Linked DNA regions of Gasterosteus aculeatus: region 2 is linked to region 1. A link is a contact called in public Hi-C data. All regions are on one chromosome and are shown on one strand. The core of a region is the stretch at or near the end of the contact, and the rest is flanking DNA. Distances in the headings are between cores, read along the strand shown.

The links. A called contact is a pair of places that touch in the nucleus more often than the background predicts.
Region 2: a contact with region 1 is called in a Hi-C map of skeletal muscle, with 6 times the contacts expected there. The contact joins the promoter of arid1b here to the enhancer-like site in region 1. A contact is called at or near these places in 2 of 6 Hi-C or Micro-C datasets (skeletal muscle and tail fin).

Annotation. Positions count from the first base shown.
Region 1 is chr15:4,313,802-4,319,687 of fGasAcu3.hap1.1, reverse strand. It overlaps arid1b (AT-rich interactive domain 1B), which reads left to right. Exons shown (of 21, transcript XM_078089494.1): 4 at 1,663-1,767. Among protein-coding and RNA genes, the nearest start is that of arid1b, 46 kb to the left of the region's middle. Within about 2 kb of position 3,842, at least 3 of the 9 cell types and tissues checked have open chromatin away from gene starts, as enhancers often do.
Region 2 is chr15:4,360,929-4,367,278 of fGasAcu3.hap1.1, reverse strand. It overlaps arid1b (AT-rich interactive domain 1B), which reads left to right and starts at 4,257. Exons shown (of 21, transcript XM_078089494.1): 1 at 4,257-5,914. The coding sequence starts at 4,640.

The DNA of each region.
Region 1 (5,886 bases), core at 2,593-5,092:
CCTCCTCCTCCTCCTCCTCCGACCCCTTGTCCGTCCTTCCGCCGGGGGCATTAAACGTGGAGGGGGGGTGTTGTTACGCATCCTTCCGTATTTATTCATTCATTCATTCATTAACGTCTAATGGAAAACACAACCCTTTTGTGCAACATCACAACAACACACTTCAATCATACGAAGCACAGACAAGCACAGCAAATAGAAATGAGAAATATATATATACAATTAATATACATATTCCACTTCATGTTTTGATCCATGTGTCAACCAAAAGCATGACAAACTGTCAGAGCAGGACGATCTGAAGTGACAGGCCTTCATTCTCCATCTGTTAGCTGAGAAAGCTGCAGTCATAACAAAGGTTGACACTAAATTAATTGAGGTTCCAGTGCCAGAGTTAAAAGTTCACTTCATAATTAGAATGCATTCAGAGTAAGTGTCAGACAGATAGAATAATTGACAGGAAACGCTAGGCTACATAACGTTGTTTTATATTTTCAGTATCAGTGCTTCAGTAATTTAATTGGCTAATAATTGGAATGTGGATTAGAAGGGACTACTGTAGGGCAGTTAAGGTGATGAAATGACCTGTTCTTAATAACGGACGAATGAATGCACTAAATGTGCACAGCTGCTAATGCTGCACGGAAATGTGTTGACGGCAACTTCCAAACTACTGTAAAGAGTGTGCAGCAAACCTTCCATCAGATTTCATAAAGAGCGCACACAAGTGCCAAATTGTTATCGTTCAACCTGGAAGCACCAATTCTGACACATTTAAAGCCCCGATAATAGATCTATTTCACATGATGCTTCTCTTGCTGTGAAGGATAATCTTCCGCCATAAAACGATATCACCTCGCTGACAGGGATATTGCCCACCTACTACAGTGTAATCGCACAACAGATAACAAATCAAACTGTGGGCAGAAATGGATTTTTCGAAAGTAAAAACTTGAGCATGGACCGTGTGTGCGCGAGTGCGTTTTAACATAAACAGCACTGTGCGCGCGAGCACGCGTCTGTGTGCGTCTTTTCCTCCCTCGCCCTGTCCCGCCGATCGGTTATCACTAATCCCTCCACGCAGAGCTCCTTAACAAGCCGCCATTGTGCCCGGCGACGCTCAACGCGACGGAGGAACGACCTCCGCGGCGAACGCGAAGAGGAGGAGGAGGGAAGGAGGCGGAGATACGGAGGCAGGGAGGGGGGACGGAGACGGAGAGGGCAACACCTCCGACAATGGGGAGAAAATTGGTTTACACATAGATAGGCCTGTGATTACAGCGGGGAAGAAAATGACTTGGATGGAACAATAGGAGCCGGGTGTGCGCGTCGCTGTGCGTTCGTGTGAGTTCGTGGTGGTGTTTTCTCCAGGATTAGTTGGCCGTTAGGCCGGGATTTGGTTGGAGTGGATTGCCGGGTGCAGGTTGCGTGTTTGCATGTTTTTTTTGATACAGCATGCGTGCGAGTATTTCCTCTGTGTGCCTGGACTTCAAACGGGAAACACAACCTGGAGTATAAACCATAAATGTATTATTCTTACCACCTTTCCTAGGCAAACAACCTGGAGCACTTTTAGCAGCATCAATGGTTTAATGTGAAATATACTGTCAAATAAATACTTTACATGCATTGTTCATTCTCTCTATCTGATTTTCTATGAAGGAGGCCCAGCAGGAGACCTACGTCACCAGGGGTCCGGACCCGGGGAACTCTGGGAAGGCCAACAATGAGGACGGCGTCGCCCAAGACCGCCCGTCCAGTCTGCCGGTGAGTGAGCGGCAGCGGCTGCCCAACGATGAGCCCTCAGGAGCCACATATGTGTGTGTGTGTGTGTGTGAGAGAGAGAGAGGGAGAGAGAGGGTCCTTTACACCAACACACACATTTGGAACATTTGTTTCTGTGTCCCATCCCATCTTTGAATGCGGTTTGTATGTTTTTCTATCCAATCAGTGTCCTCGCGTAGCCCTGCGACACGCCTCTTTGTCCCGCGGACTTTCAAATCGGTGTTTTTGACTGACGTCACGGACTCACTCGCGTACGCCCCCAAAACTTATGCACGGACGCAGAGTTTCTTTGCTAATTCGGCATTCGGGCAAGCTGAAAATTGCTCATCTTGTTGACGGGAGGATTAATTGAGAAGAAGTGGCGTGACGAGACCGATCGGCGAGGGGGGGGGGAGACGTTTGTGGGTTGCTCCAGTTTTTTGGGGCTAAACAAATCATTTCTCCCCTCACAGCTCCTGAGCACCTTCAGGAATAGAATAAAAAGAATAAAAACATTGGCAAATGGTCGCAAATATTGCCGCTGCTCGAGGCGTGTGCCGGTTAATGATACTTTTGGAAACGCCTCAGGACTGGTGGAGTGAACTAATATGAAGTGGACAAACTGAAATCAAGCCATACTGTTTTCCATAGAATCTGATCAGCACATGAAACGCACACTGAAGGTTGAATCTGCATTTTACACAATCTTTTTTTTCTTTTTTACTCACTTTTTTCCTCCGTAAAACACGCTGGTGACAAATGTCATCGGCTTTTATCTTGACACTTGTTTTTTTCCTCCTCTTGTTTTCTTTCATTTTCATTCTCCCACACTCTTTACCTCTTTTCCCTCTAAAGTAGCATCATGAAAGCGTTTATTTTTTTTTCACCCTGGCGCTATAATGAGGAGTGGCCTTGATGTATCAGCGTGTGAATCCGGAGCAAGAGAGCAAGACGAGGAAGGAGGAGGCGAGGAGGAGGAGGAGGCGGGGAGGAAGGGGGGCGGCGGCGGCGGAGATCTATTTGAACCACGGCCGATATCCACCCCCCCCCCCCCGTATTCACTTCAATCCTGGCACATTTACCCCTCGGGGTTCTCCGTGTGTTTTTCGCATCCCGTCCCGACGCGAGATCCTAATCGGCGGCGAGAAGGAGAGATGGATAGATAGGAGGGGAGAGAGGGAGGGAGGGAGGGAGATGGGGGAGAGAATTTGCTCGCTGTTGGCCAGGCTCTTCCAGCAAGCTGTCACTGCAGAGATGTAACCTTTTTTTATCCCCCCCCCCCTCTCTCTCTCTCTCGGCGGCGTTTGATGTCAGATCTAAAGCCGCTGTCATTTTTTTTTCCCCTTTCTCTCCGTTGGGGTGGGTTGAGGGGGGGGGGGAGGGGGGTGAGGGCACACTGTCGTGTTGTTGTTTTGGGACGAGTCGGCTGTGTGATGTGGCGGGATTTTTGAAGGGAGACCAAAGGGGAATAACTTAAACAACTTATCACAAATGCACAGTCACAGCGCCCCATGGGTCTTTTAAAATGTAAAGTATTGGAGATGGAGCTGGCCCCCATCACTGCACAGTGTCTGTGTCTTACATATGGAGTCAGTGCACAGCGCTAGCTTGTTAGCATAGCATTAGCAGTTGCTGTGTAGTCAGGAGCCACAGCGATCGGGAAGATGAACGGGGGCTCGACGGGGGAAAAGTTGCAAAAGAAGTACATAAATGGAAATGTTCGGTCAAGGTGAAACACAGTTTTTTTGGGGGGGGGGGTTGTACTTTCTGTAATGTAAATACAGTTGGTATCTCCAAGAAGGCGAGATGTTGGTCTCAGAGCTGGACAACACGTTGTGGTGACCTTAGTGTTACCTCTCTGTCCCCTTTGCATCGTCCGCCCAACATCCCCAACCAGCCAGTTCTTCCAGCGCCGCAGTGAGATGAGGAGCCCGGGCTGTTTTGCCCACTGACCCCCCCCCCCCCCCCCCCACCCCCACCTCCCCCCCTCCCGTTTCAGTCACTACATGTTCCCTGCTCTCTGGTGCTCCCCTGACAGCCTGCCAAGCTGCCGCACAGCCTCCCATCCTCTGGGACATGGGAGAGGACGGGCAGCCATGTGGAAAGAGGGAGGGAGAGAGAGAGAGAGAGAGCTGGGGGTGGAAGGGTGAGGTGAGGTGAGAAGGGAGGGGGGGGGGGGGGGAGGAGCGGAATGAGAAAGACAATGAATGAGTGAGAGGGAGAGAGAGGGAGAGAGGGCGTGAAGCGCTGATGTGAAACGTGGTTATCTTTTTGTCACTTGTTCAGGGGCGAAGGATGTTGCATTCAAGCTCCGGGGTTCCGCCGGTGACAGGCTACTCGCACACAAACGCACACAAACACTCGCACACAAACGTCGGTGCACGTTTGTCCCTCCTCGGCTTATTTCCTATCAGCGGAAAAAGGAAAAATTTGAAGCGCTCACGCTCCCCTCGCTGCCTCTTCCCTCTGGTTCCCGGGTCCACTTTGCCCTCTCTGCTGTTATTCCAAGTGTTAGGTCATCAATGATTGACAGGGCACAGCTGGAGAGGCCTGCTTCCCTCCCCCTCTCTCCCTCCCTCCCTCCCTCTCTCTCTCTCTCTCTCTCACCACAACCACACTCACATCGCACACTCTGATACACATTTTGTCGTCTGCGAGGCGTTTTCACACAGCGAGTGTGCGTGTGTGTGTGTGTGTGTGTGTGTGTGTGTGTGTGTGTGTGTGTGTGCTCTATCAGAGCATGTCAGTCAGGCTGCCTCTACAGTGTGCGCTCTCCCCACTGTTGTGTTTTATTTTAGAGTCCCCAGGCAGGCAGACGGGCCAGCAGGCAGCGCAGAGTAATGTCATCCAGCAGGGTAAGATTCAGCCTCCACATTAGTGCACACAGGGAGGGGAGGAAGGGAGGCAGAGGAACAGGGAAGGGATGGAGTGATGGAGGAGAGAAAGGGAGAGAGCTAATGTATGGGGGAGGAAAAACTCGGAGGCACTCTTGGAAAGACAAATATGTTGGTTTGCGGCGTTGAAAATGCAAAAAGATTACATAACGTGGATCAGCGTATATTTTAAGTGCTCTGAGAATACGACTGCTGCCCTGAAGCCGGGTTCACAGTGGTTACATGGATTCGAATAACCGGCTTAGTCGGACTGAAATCGAATTCTCTGTGTCATGTAAACACCTTTGTCCGACTATGTGCGGTCCGACTACGATCCGACTAACACCCCTGGATAACTCGATCCGATCCAGTTGATAGTTCGACTATTGCGGCATGTAGCGGTGAATCGGAGGAGGAACTGGACTTTGAGTCTTTGCGCATGCTTGAGATCCCGACGGCGTCTTCTCTCCGTTATCAAATCAGCCAATAGCGCCATTCCCATTCGCTGTACTCCTATTAACATCATGCAAAGATAGTAGAGGGATGTAGCTTCACCTTGCTCCCCGTTCGCCATCTTTCTCGTAATGTTGATGTTGTTGTTGTTGGTAGTGGTGAAGCGGTCAAGCGGAAATGCCTGTATCACAACTAGTTGTAATGAAAACAGCGCCACCTATCGTATCAGATAGGACATGCCTTCGGCCAATGATTCGATTTATTCACTGCCATGTATATTGGGATAATAGCACTTCCCCCCAAAAGATAACATAGTCCGACTAAGCAAAGATTCCAATTATACCATCATGTAAACACACTGACTGAGGTACAGGGGGGTAAATGCTGTACTGAGTGATTGAGCCATTGCCCCTTCATTTGTTGCTAGACCCTATGTGCCCCCCCCCCCCCCCCCCAGACGCCATACTCTACCCTATGGTTTGCACTCACACACCCCGACCGCAGACCCAGATGCGATGACACGGCATGAGTCAGCGGACCCCGGCTTCATCTAAAATGCAGACGGGCTATTTTTCCGCTTGTGTGGCGGCCTGTTTTCGTTTGCCACTCATGAATCATTTAGCGCGCACACACAGTTTTGTGTGGCCGCGTAGTTGTTTGACGCTCAAGAGCCGGGAACACGTGTTTCAGCCGGGGCCGCAGGATCTGGAAAAGACACACACGTACATAAAGGTGAAAGTGATCCGCTGTTTAAACGTTTCGGGGGCCCTTTATCTGAACACATCTTCAGCACTGT
Region 2 (6,350 bases), core at 3,008-5,507, 47 kb before region 1:
CCACTAAAAAGCTGCCAGCAGAGACAAAGTGACGGGTCTGAATTGTGCGCGCGTTGTGGACTTTTTTGCGTCTGCCCACGAATGCGCTCGACCCGCCGGCAACGCGCCGAAGCTCCGCGGGCATTCGGAGGGTTCGCTAACCGCCGGCAGCACGGAGGCTACCTTTGCAAACGTTGGTGGATTAGCTCACGTTGCGGCGCTAACATATGCGATGGCTGCCGGCGAGCTCTTCCCCATTAGGTTTGCACATCAAAGGCGGCGGGAGAAGTTCTTCACAGGCAGTTAAAAGTGGGCTCAGTGTGGATCTTGTAAATACCGTCTTTGAGTCTGTGCCTCTCGGGGGACACTTCACTCACTACTCCAGTCGGGGGGGGAGGCGAGGGAGGGGAGGAGAGGAGCAGTGACAGGCATCAGGGGGAGGGAGGGGGGGTGAGGAGGGGGGAGGGGGGTTCTTGAGAGCCCAGTCCCCTGTCACCTCCAGAATGGGACGTGTGGATGAAGAAAATCACTCTCCTCTCCCGGTCTGTATCCCCCCCCACCCCCCTCTCCTCCTCTTCCTCACACTTCACATGATAGCTGACAGCGAAAGTAGAGCGTGGCTGTTTCTTCGTTTTTTCTTTTTGAGTCATGTTTCTCATAACACATAAATAGAGCACGCGGCGTCCGGGGAATTCTGTGATTCTGTGTTTTTCGGCGTGCAGGCGGACACAATAGCATCCACTCCTCTCAAGTGTTGTTGAAAACATTTTATCCATCGGAGCCGTTTGCGGGGCTCTGGTGAGGCCCCCGGACTCCGCAAGGAGCCGAAAGGAGTAAGAGATGTGTTTTGTTAGCAGCCACGCACGCACGCACACACACGCACACACACAGACACGCACGCGGCGTATGCTCCAAGGCCCATCGTGGCTTGGATTTGCAGACTGATCAATTGAAATGCTGTTATTTACCCAAGCCTGAAATGAAAACACTATGGATCAATTTGATGCACTTCCATAGGGTTTGCTCACAGTGGCTGGCTGGCTTTTTGTCTCTGCTACAGCCTCCTTCTCGTCCTCCTTAGCCACACACCCCTCATTTTATACACCCGCCCTCCCCATGTCTCCCACCATCAACATTACTAATGCAAAATATACTCCGTCTCTCACACACACACACACACACACACACACACACACACACCATCTACGATGCATCCCCTCCCTGCACGCTCGCTCCAAACACACCCACAGTGTGACACCGGGGCCGCCGCATCCGTCTGAGTGTGCGTGTGCGTGCGTGCATGTGTGTGTTGGTGTGTGTTTTGGGCTGACCCACTTTCTGTGCTTGGCCAGGCTTGTGTTGCTGCTGCTGCTGCTGTCTGCTGTTCTGTGCTGCTGGGGGGGGAGGAGGGGGGAGACGATCCCTGCAGACTCCCCCGGAACAGACTCCAGCTCTCCTCCTGACAGACACTCACCGTGGCATGTTCTCCCCCTGCGGACTGGAGACCTCTGCCTCTTTACGTGCGCGTGTGTGTGTGTGTGAGAGGGTTGCAGATACACCTTGATGCAGATGCACAAATGGATAGAAAAATGCATGCACATGGCTGCGCACACAGTAAGAGCACACACACACACACTCATCTTGCACACATATGCAAAGCACAAACCATCCCAGATCTGTATATTTTTAATTCCACCCACCCTCCTCCGGCTCCTCCTCCTCTCTTCCCGTGTTTGTCTGGAGTTATTGTTTCAATCTTGCTGCATCAGGGGGCCCCTGAAGGTTATAAATTAAACATAAATGCAAATGCGCTGAGCCATTGCCCTCCTCCTCCACCTCCCTCCTCCCTGCACACACACACACACACACACACACACACACACACACATCTTTGCCATTCAAACAGATCAGTGTGTCTGCGAAATTAATAGGAGAACAGTGGGCTTTTTTTAATGAGCGAGGGAGGAAAATTAGAGTTGCAAAGCCACAGCGCACACCCAGAGCCGCAGCCGAGGCAACGGCTCGAAAAGCCCGGCGCCATCATAGAATATGCTAATGCCCGCGGTCCCCTCGCTGTGGGCCTTGGTGTTGCTCTAGATGAAATCAGAGCCGAGGCTTTGATCTGGGACACCGATGGGAGGCGGAATCGTCGCGTGCACAAAGTACAGAGAGCAGGGAGGGTGCGGACGAGGCTGCTTCCCGCCAGAAAAGGTGCACGTGAGACCTCGCGTGAAACACATTGCCGATCGCGTATGACGAGGCGTTGTTTTCGTCGACGCACACGCAGAGCAACAGCGGTTGCTTTCTGCTCTGTGATACACGGAGGGTGTAAACGCGACGTCTTCTTGGGGGTGTCCTATCGATACCATAACAACGTTACAGCTTTCATTCTCCGCCACATGGGCTCGTAAAAGAATACGGGTTTATAGTGGTGTCACTCGCTTTCATGCTCCTATCATCGAGCTGATATTTTGCAAAGTGAGAATGAACCTCTTGTAATGTAATTCCCCCCCCCCCCCCCCCATGTAGTTGGCGCAATACTTTTTATAGCAGGCCGTCCTGCAGTGTCAATCATTTCTGCGTGCTGCTGCTTGTATTGTTTATTATTACGTTCAGTGCTCCAACTTGCACTAACACTGTGTCTCCAGCAGGGGTCTTACCATTGTCACGGCCTCAGAGTGAATTATCTCACACTGTACACGACACAGAGTGAATTTGGGCCTCCTCTCTTCTCCAACGTGTGACGTGAAGTAACAATTAAGTGCCGGACAAACAACGCTCGCCTCCCCCCCCCCCCCCTCCTGTCGCCATCGCCGTGGTCATCGCCGGGCCGCCTCCGCCACCACCACCGCGGCGTCTACGTTGTCATCGGCGCACAGTTGCTCCCTGCAGGCCGCCAGTCATCTTCATTATCATGGCCCTCCTCACAGCACAACGCTCATCCCCAAAATCCTTCCCCTCCACCCCCCCCCCCCCCCCACCTCCCCCTCCCTCTTTCATCCATAGCTCCCTCTGTTGATCAAATGCATCTGATCTCATCAAAGCAGACCCTCTGCTCACTCAAGTCCCAACAGACACCCGAGCTTCTTTACTAAGCACAATTTCACACCCATGTTTGAACACCACTGATGGGATGGGGACAGATAGCGTATCTTGTAGACTTTGGTTTTGTGTGGTCCTACACTGCAGCCGGGGGTTGATTTTTGTACGTTCATTTATTTTTTCTTCCTCTTCTTCTTCTTTCTTTTTTAAAAATGTCATTATCATTTCAGACGGGCTCTTCGCTAACAGAGTAAATCAAAAGAAGGAAATTAAAGAATGTAGCCTTTTATTCAAATAAGACCCTAATGAAGAATGGCTTTAATATTCATAGTATTCATATCACATTCCTACGGAGTGAGTTTTAAGTGACCTCATCGTACTGAATGCCCTTTATTCTTCTTCTATCACACCAAGTAGTCCCCAGTATAATGTAGTTTATAATTTGTGATATGTTCATGCACCCCCCCCCCCCCCCCCTCCCCTTCCCCAGCCCCTTCCCCAGCCCCTCCCACCCTCTTTCTACACCCCTGCTATGGTTCTGTATTGAAGAAGGAGCATTACTCATTTTAACACATAAGTGATTGGATGAACTCCGTTACGCACGTATTGCAACCCCGCAGCCGCTCCGCCGCGCGATTACATTCGTATTCCGACGGCCACACCATTGCGCACGGCGCGCGGTTCGCGTGTCCGGCTCCTGTCAGAGCAGCAGAGAGGACTGGCTCGAGCCGAAGGGACCGGGGAGGCTGGGAAGAGGGAAAATCCGATGTGGACAACCGCGTAGAAACTCGCTCGGGCAAACTGAACATGTGCCGGCGGGGTTATTTCAAGGGTCCGCGCGCACACGTGGAAGTGCCGGATCCGTCACGGTTATGGGCTGTTAAAAAAAGAAAGAAAGAGTAATATGCTCCCTGAACTCAAGGGAAGGAGCCGGTCCTCGTGCACCGCGTGACCCGCAATTAGTTATCAGATATCTAGACGCTGAAGTGGCAACATGGGAAACGCATCTCGCGTGAACATGTCGCCAGCATCGATGCTTTTTCAATATTTATTCAAGTAATCGTAAAAAATCATCCTCGGTTGTACGTCACACACGCACACACACACGCGCGCGTCCGTGCGCGTGCTGCTGGTGGACTCGCTACTCCAGTCCGGGTTTTCCAAGCGAGGCGCGCAGGAGCCCCGGAGGTGGATCGGCTCGCGTAGCCCCGCTCCCCCTCTCTCTCCCCCTCTCTCTCTCTCCCCCTCTCTCTCCCTCTCTCTCTCTCACGCCGTGCTGGGCCACAAGGGCTCCGGGAGACGCTGCTACATATCACCGAGACCCGGGATGGAGGAGAGGCGGAGGGGGGGCAAGGAAGGGTAAAAAAAAAAAAAAAGTTTCGTTTAAACCCCGCAGAGAAACTTTCGACATGAAGCCTCGCTGACGGAACCGTTTCACCACAGCGACACCAGCGCGAGAACAAAGCTTGATTTTCTTTCTTTTTTTCTTACCCCGACTGAATCTACCCCCCCCCCCCCACCCCCACCCCGCTTGTGTTTCCTTCGCTCTTGTCTCACCCTCCGTGCGCACGGCGGGTCGCGGCTCGCTGTCACTGCGCGCTGAGATGTTGGAGTGACCATGGCCGCGCAAGTTGCATCGGCTCCGACCAGAACTAATAACAAAAATAAGAAATTATCCAGCGGTTTGGGTCCGGAGCTCAATTCGGGAAAATCCGGAGGAGTAGGGACCGTGCAGCGGACTGGACCTATGCTGGGCGCCGGAGATGGGACTCTGAATAATGTAGACCATCACCGCCGCAACGAGCTCAACATGGTCCATTCAACTTCCGCGACTCACGGCGCGTCGGACGGCCGCGACCAGGATGGGAATAACCTCGCGTCCGCCTCGGCTTCCGCCAATTCCGCCGCGTCCTCGATGGAGACGGGTCTGATCGCGAACCACAAGCTGAAATGTGCGGCGAGCGGAGATCCTCCGCAGTCTCAACCGCCGCCGCCGCAGCAGCAGCAGCAGCAGACGACGCAATTCGGCCAATTTGCGCCACATCACCAGCGACAGATCCAAAGTAACAACACGGCGAATAACAACGGCCAGGGGCCCCGCGGGGACAGGGCCATGGATCACCAGCACCACGGCGGCAAGGAGAACCTGTTGGGGGGGCAGGGAGAGCCGCAGCAGCAGCAGCAGCACATGCCAGGTAAAGGTGAGGGGGAGCTCACCTGTAAACCGGAGAGGATGATGGGTACCAGGTATGAACACCTGGGGCCTACAGGTAACAACTCCGAGTTTAACAACAACTACTACACGTCAAGGCCCTGTTATGAGCAACATGGCGGACAGCAGCAGCAGCAGAGCAGCGGGATGGGGGTAACTCACTCCTCGGCACATAACAGCATGGAGAACTCCCACGAAGCCGGGTACCACAACAGCCAGTACAACCAGTACCCGGCGTACCGGGCAGGCTACGGCGGCGGGAGCTACGCGATGATGGGCCCCGCCGGGGGCCGGCAACCTGGGACCATGATGATGGGCAGCAACTCCTCGGCGAGCCACGGCAAGTCCCCCCTGGCAGCGGCTCCGGGGGGCTTCCAGAGGTTCCCAGGACAAACGCAGCAGCAGCAGCAGCAGCAGCAGCAGCAGCAGCAGCATCCCTCGGGGGCCACGCCGACTCTCAACCAGCTGCTGACTTCCCCGAGCCCCATGATGCGGGGCTACGGCGGGGCATATCAAGACTACGGCGGGGCCACGGCGCAGCAGCAGGCCGGCATGGGCCTCGGCAAGGACGTGGGGCCCCAGTACGGAGCCAGCTCGGCCCACGGCTGGGGAGGGCAGCAGAGAAACCCCCCTCATTCGATGAGTCCGGGCAACGGAGGGCAAGGCCTCGGCAGGACGCAGGTATGTTTGGGGAAGTCGGCCGGCGTGCGTCGGTGGCGGGCTCAACGCGTTGTGTGCGCGTGTGTCTGTGCGTGCACGCGCGTGTGCGCGCGCGTGTGCGCGCGCGTGTGTTTTCTATACAAACATGACCTGGGTTAAAACACTTGATCAAGGCGCTTTAATGTAGAAGGAATGGATTCGGACATTATTTAAAGTATGATGCCTGCACGAGCTTTAACGTGACAGAATAAAGGAAGAAAACCTTCAAGTAAAATACATTTCAAAACAAAAACCTCCCGCACTTTTTACGCTTTTTACTGTGCATGCAGTGTTTTTTTTTTTTCATTCCTTATTTTGTTAAGCCGATTTGGATGAATCCAAAAAGGACACCGCTCCGTAGCGCGCCGGTGCGCCTCGTTTATTCTCCTGCAGCCCGGGATTTGAATCGTGGAGGTAA